Regions from separate parts of the Xenopus laevis genome. Here region 2 is linked to region 1. Evidence: chromatin contacts called from public Hi-C data. All regions are on one chromosome and are shown on one strand. Each heading gives the region's core, a stretch centred on a gene start, on an enhancer-like site or on the middle of the called end of the contact. The rest is flanking DNA. Distances are from core to core; before and after follow the strand shown. Region 1 has its middle 14 kb from the start of ccdc9.S. Region 2 holds the start of LOC108700251.

Region 1 (3,419 bases), core at 362-2,861:
CCTTAAAGGGATACTGTCATGGGAAAAAAATGTTTTTTTTCAAAACAATTCAGTTATCAATGCTGCTCCAGCAGAATTCTGCACTGAAATCCATTTCTCAAAAGAGCAACAGATTTTTTTTATATTTAATTTTGAAATATGACATGGGGCTAGACTTTTGTCAGCTGCCCCCAGTCACGTGACTTGTGCTCTGATAAACTTCAGTCATTCTTTACTACTGTACTGTGTGATATCACCCCCTCCCTTCCCCCCCCCCAGCAGCCTGAACAACTGAACAATGGGAAGGTAACCAGATAGCAGCTCCCTAACACAAGGTAACAGCTGCCTCCAGGTCCCACTGCGACACATTCAGTTACATTGAGTAGGAGAAACAACAGCCTGCCTGAAAGCAGTTCCATCCTAAAGTGCTGGCTCTCTCTGAAATCACATGACCAGGCAAAATGACCTGAGATGACTGCCTACACACCAATATTACAACTAAAATAATACACTTGCTGGTTCAGGAATGTAATTTTATATTGTAGAGTGAATTATTTGCAGTGTAAACAGTGTAATTTAGAAATAAAAACTACATCATAGAAATCATGACAGAATGACAGAGTGTGACAGAAATTAAGGGCCCTTACTCACGGGCGTTTGAAGCTGCGATCGCCTGCGTTCTGGTTTCATGCGTTCAGCCGATCACAGGTAAAATGCAACATGCTGCGTCCCAACCTGCGTTTGGTGCTTACATGCGTCTGTGTGAGTATAGCCACATTGAAAAGAATTCAGCTCGTCCACTCCTGTGCTCCCCTGCAGCTGAACGCATAAAACCGGAACTGGGGAGCGCAGCTTCAAACGCCCGTGAGTAAGGGCCCTTAGTGTTCCATCTCATATAGGAGCAAAGTAACTTAATAGCAGTGACACATTATAAAATGATAGGATCACAGAAGAAAGGTGACCTCATGGCAGTGACATGTTTTATGTGCTAAGTGTTTGTTTCCATGCAGCATTTATAGTGGGTTAAATGCCGAATAAAGTGTAGGGACAAAGCAACATCTTTAAAGGGTTTCATATTTGATTTTATGTAGAACTAAACTTATTAGAGGACAGTGACACGTGGAATGGGTTAATGAATCAGTCATGAGGGCACGGTAACTTTATGACAGTGATGTGTTGAAAGGGTTAGAAGATCAATAACATAGAGAGAAACAAAGTGAATGAAAAATATTAAAAAGTATTTAGTGGGTTAAATAATTTCAGTTCCATGCAGGAGAAATGCAGCTGAGATAGTGGCACATGGGCTAATGCCGTAAGAGAAAATAGTTGATGTTTTTAATTATCATAGGGACAAATATTAGCTATTTGTTAATAAAAATTATTCATTGTATTTGAGTTTGTTGTCTATGTCTACACACACACACACACACACACTGAGATAGATGCATGTGTGTTTGTTGCCATTTCTCCCACTGAAGAGTTATCTCTATCACTACAAGAATTCTGCATCCAATCAAATCTCTTCTTTCTCTGTAGAACTCTTGTAATTGGCCTGCTAACAGACCTCCAGGTGTGTACATGCAAATGCTAACCTGTCATCGATTGGCTTGGGTACTCAACCCACTAGCCAATCAATTCCTCTCCCTGCCTCGCAACCAGAGTCCGTGTCTCCACAGCAGATTAGCCTGCTCAGGAATCAGAGCTAATTAGGATGATCCCATTATTGCTACTCAGCATTGCCACAGACCACAATATCCATTCACCTTCCTAGAGGATTGTGCAAAATGCTTAGCCCTGCCAGCAGTTAGGTATTAGGGCTCTAGCTCAGAGTGTTACAGTCTAGGTCTCTCACTATTTATTTTTTTATGTAATATATCTTTAAATATTCTGCTACATTTCTAGCAATGTGTCAGATTGCAACTGTCATATGTCTCAGTAAAAAGACTAATTATAATGCTGACTTGTCCTTCTAATGATTTTGATTTTTGAGCGTCCCCAAATTGTCAGTGATTTTATGCAGTTTCTGTACTCAGTTACTGTGCCACGTGTTGTTTTGTGATGATAGGTTCCCTTAGGCATGATGTATATAACCCTTGCTTTACCGTGATATCAGAAACAATTCTAATTTATCATTGTGATTGCAGATTATATTTATATGTTATTAGGGTTTGTCTTTATTTTCTATAATTGTGTGGTCTGTTTGCTCTATTAATGCATTGTACAATACTGCTTACACAAGAAGCGCTTTATAAATAAAAATATTCATACATATTTCATGTATACAGTTTTCTATTTAACCCATTAGACCCATTGCTGCTATGTTATAATGAATGCCTTTTAACTCATTCAGCAACATATCAGTTTTTATCTTATGAGACTGACAATTTAACCCCGTGGAACACATCCTTGCTGTTAGACCCTGGGACTGACAATTTAACCCACACAAAAGAAGCAATAGTTTGGAGCACTGATGTATAGAGCATCTCCAGCCTATCAGGTCTTTGCACTGTCTCCAAGTCTAATGTTTCTAGCACAGCAGTCATTGCTGTAGAGTCCAAAGCAGTGAAAGGGATTCTGTCATGATTTTTATGGTGTAGTTTTTATTTCTAAATTACACTGTTTGCACTGCAAATAATTCACTCTACAACATAAAATTTCATTCCTCAACCAGAAAGTGTATTTTTTTTAGGGATGCACCCAATCCACTATTTTGGACAGGGATGCACCGAATCCACTTTTTTGGATTCGGCCGAACCCCCGAATCCTTTATGAAAGATTCGGCTGAATACCGAACCGAATCCAAATCCTAATTTGCATATGCAAATTAGGGGCGGGAAGCGGAAAACATTTTTTACTTCCTTGTTTTGTGACAAAAAGTCACACGATTTCCCTCCTGCCCCTAATTTGCATATGTAAATTAGGATTTGGTTAGGCCTGGCAGAAGGAGTCGGCCGAATCCTTCTGAAAAAGGCCGAATCCCAAACCGAATCCTGGATTCGGTGCATCCCTAATTTTGGATTCGTCCAAACCCCTGAATCCTTTGTGAAAGATTCGGCCGAATACCGAACCGAATTTGCATAAGCAAATAAACATTGTTTACTTCCTTGTTTTTTGACAAAAAGTCACAAGATTTCCCTCCCCGCCCCTAATTTGCATATAATCCGATTCCTGCTGAAAAAGGCCGAATCTTGACAGAATCCCGAACCGAATCCTGGATTCGGTGCATCCCTAATTTGTTTTAGTTGTAATATTGGTGTGTAGGCAGTCATCTCAGGTCATTTGCCTGGTCATGTGCTTTCAGAAAGAGCCTGCACTTTAGGAGAGAAATGCTTTCTGGCAGGCTGTTGTTTCTCCTACTCAATGTAACTGAATGTGTCTCAGTGGGACCTGGATTTTACTATTGAGTGTTTTTATCTTGTGTTAGGGAGCTGCTATCTGAT
Region 2 (3,419 bases), core at 444-2,943, 75 kb before region 1:
TCTGTTGCCAAGTCCGTGTTACCTGCCCAGTAAATTACCCTCATTATAAAGCCAAATGTTTACCGGCTGTTGGATGTATCCAATGCGGCTTCTTTCTGAATACCCATACAGTTCAACAGCCAATCAGACTGGCTCCTGTCGACTCATGATCCTAAATCCATGCAGTATGAATTGGCTCTTAGGTTAACCCCACCCAGTTCTCTCCATCTAAACACGACATTTCTGTATGGACCAAATCTATGTATGGGCAAAGTATAGCAAGTTCTGGTCCAGTCTTTCCCTGCAGCTCTCATACCAGCTGGGGAGCCTCTGCAGTGTCTGGGTCATGCACCCCACAACTTTCTTAACCCCTACACTTTTGCTGGGCTCACTATTTAAAAGCTGGAATGATTTGCAAGCTCTATGTCCAGTTGGTTAAGCAGAGTATGAGCAGCGCTGTATGTCTCTATACAAAGAGTAAACACTGCAAGCATGCGGCCACTCTGCCATTCTATTGTAACTAATTGGCCATGGAAATCGCTGTATGATCCCCTGTACGATCCCAGAATGAGTCCCTGTATGATCTCAGTATGATCCCAGTATGAGCCCCAGTATCATCCCAGTATGCTCCTTGTATGAGCCGCAGTATGATCCTAGTATGAGCCCCAGTATCATCCCAGTATGCTCCTTGTATGATCCCCTATATGATATCAGTATGATCCCCTGTATGATCCCAGTATGAGCCCCAGTATCATCCCAGTATGCTCCCCTATATGATCTCAGTATGATCCCAGTATGAGCCCCCGTATGCTCCCTGTATTATCCCAGTATGATCCCCTTTATGATCCCAGTATGAGCCCCAGTATGAGGCATGCCTTTATGGTGCCTTTATGGTCCCCGTATGATCTGGACAGTGTCTCGCACCTCCTACAAAGAGCTGTGGGTACGCGGGGAAGTCCGTATGAGACAAGCCCATAGAACTAGCGCTACATGAAGTCCATAGGGGCAAATAACTGACCAGTCAAGCCCCAAACCCTCGAGTGCAAGTTCCCATGTCCTCATGTGACCGACACCAGCTCCCCTCCCCCCATGTGCAACTCACTTGTCACTAAACAATCGCTCCCAGCCCTGCGCAACACTGACATATTAGCAGCTGCTCCGGAGCGACTACAACTCTCATCATATCCCGCGGCAGCTTCCGGGGAAGTAGCGCAAAAGCAGCTTCTCTTTATAAAGCCCAACTCCCCCCCCCCCAATCCCGAGCAAAGAGCAACTTACCTCGCTCACAGCACCGGCCGCCGGCACTCGGCAAAGATATCACATTAATTGCGCCGAACCCCCTAATCCACATGTACAAGTCCTGAGAAAACAGACAGCGAAGGAATAACCCGTGTGAGTAAGTGTGTGTGTATACAAGCGTGCGCTCAGCCAACTGGAGAGCAGCGCCGCAACCAGCCAACTTGGACCAAACCCCGCCCAATGCCTAACCACGCCCCCACCCAATGGCGCCCTCGCTTGCGTTATGTCATCCACTCCAATACCACGCCCCTTTTCTCAACTTGACATGTTGGGACATGCTCAGATTAAGTACCTCATCAGCTGAGAGGGGCTGCAGCCTCCTATGAAGTGGCGGGACAGCAGTGCGCATGGCAGTCCCAGCGTTAGGTGTCAGGCAACCAGGCGGAAAAGTGGTTTTGTGTTACTAGCGGGCAATGGCTTTTCTGCTGGGAGTGCTATAAACAGACCCTGAAACTAGACTGGGATAGAGCGTCTTCGTATCCTCGCTCCTGATTGGCTCTCTAGCGGTGTGGGCGTGTTTAGAGGTCTGGTCACTGGGTAAATAAAGGCTTTGTCTGCTCCTTCATTCAGTGAGAAAAAGGCAATGCCGCCCTGTGTACACTCCCATGTAAACACACTCCCATGTAAACACACTCACATGTAAACACACAGAAACAATGCAACTGCGACCAATTCATCCATCTTCAAGCCTACAGCTGTCACTCAAGCCCTGCTTAAATCAAGCGCAACAGTTCTGAAAAAGAAACCGAAAATCTAATTTTGTTGAGGAAGGAATGCAGAGCAAGTTAAATAAGAGCCAAAGCAGCTGACAGACACGTTAAAGCGATACTGACACAAAATTTTTTTTTTCTAAATATTAGGCATATTGTCATGGGAAAACATGTTTTTTTCCAAAATGAATCAGTTAATAGTGCTGCTCCAGCAGAATTCTGCACTGAAATCCATTTCTCAAAAGAGCAAACAGATTTTTTTATATTTAATTTTGAAATCTGACATGGGGCTAGACATTTTGTCAATTTCCCAGCTGCCCCCGGTCATGTGACTTGTGCTCTGATAGACTTCAGTCACTCTTTACTGCTGTACTGCAAGTTGGAGTGATATCACCCCTCCCCCCCAAGCAGCCTAACAAAAGAACAATGGGAAGGTAACCAGATAACAGCTCCCTAACACAAGATAACAGCTGCCTGGTAGATTTAAAAACAACGCTCAATAGTAAAATCCAGGTCCCACTGAGACTGATTCAGTTACATTGAGTAGGAGAAACAACAGCCTGCCAGAAAGTAGTTCCATCCTAAAGTGCAGGCACAAGTCACATGACTGGGGAAGCTGGGAAACTGACAATATGTCTAGCACCATGTGAGATTTCAAAATTAAAGGGATACTGTCATGGGAAACAAATTTTTTTTCAAAATGAACCAGTTAATAGTGCTGCTCCAGCAGAATTCTGCACTGAAATCCATTTCTCAAAAGAGCAAAGAGATTTTTTTTTATATTCAATTTTGAAATCTGACATGGGGCTAGACATATTGTCAATTTCCCAGCTGCCCCAAGTCATGTGACTTGTGCTCTGATAAACTTCAATCACTCTTTACTGCTGTACTGCAAGTTGAAGTGATATCACCCCCTCCCTTTTCCCCCCCAGCAGCCAAACAAAAGAACAATGGGGAGGTAACCAGATAACAGCTCCATAACACAAAATAACAGCTGCCTGGTAGCTCTAAGAACAGCACTCAATAGTAAAAACCCATGTCCCACTGAGACACATTCAGTTACATTGAGAAGGAAAAACAGCAGCCTGCCAGAAAGCATTTTTCTCCTAAAGTGCAGGCACAAGTCACATGACCAGGGGCAGCTGGGAAATTGACAAAATGTCTACCCCATGTCAGATTTCAAAATTTTATGTAAAAAAATCTGTTTGCTTTTTTGAGAAACGGATTTCAGTGCAGAATTCTGCTGGAGTAGCACTATTAACTGATGTGTTTTGAAAAAAACATGTTTTCCGATGACAGGATCCCTTTAAGTTACCTATAGCTCATGTTGATCATTCACTGATAGTTCTGTTTTTGTAAGTAATTGTCAATTGAAGTTCCTAAACCTGACTGTTTTGCCAAGCTGACTGTCTCTTCTCTACATGACAGTTA

Evidence for each region. Hi-C and Micro-C count contacts between places; a contact is called where the count stands out from the background.
Region 2: a contact with region 1 is called in a Hi-C map of the XL177 cell line, with 4 times the contacts expected there. The contact joins the promoter of LOC108700251 here to the enhancer-like site in region 1. A contact is called at or near these places in 2 of 4 Hi-C or Micro-C datasets (the XL177 cell line and the XTC cell line).

What each region holds. Positions count from the first base shown.
Region 1 is chr8S:83,499,138-83,502,556 of Xenopus_laevis_v10.1, reverse strand. No RefSeq gene overlaps it. Among protein-coding and RNA genes, the nearest start is that of ccdc9.S, 14 kb to the right of the region's middle. Within about 2 kb of position 1,611, at least 1 of the 7 cell types and tissues checked has an H3K27ac peak or open chromatin away from gene starts, as enhancers often do.
Region 2 is chr8S:83,574,223-83,577,641 of Xenopus_laevis_v10.1, reverse strand. It overlaps LOC108700251, which reads right to left and starts at 1,693. Exons shown (of 4, transcript XM_018233281.2): 1 at 1,258-1,693.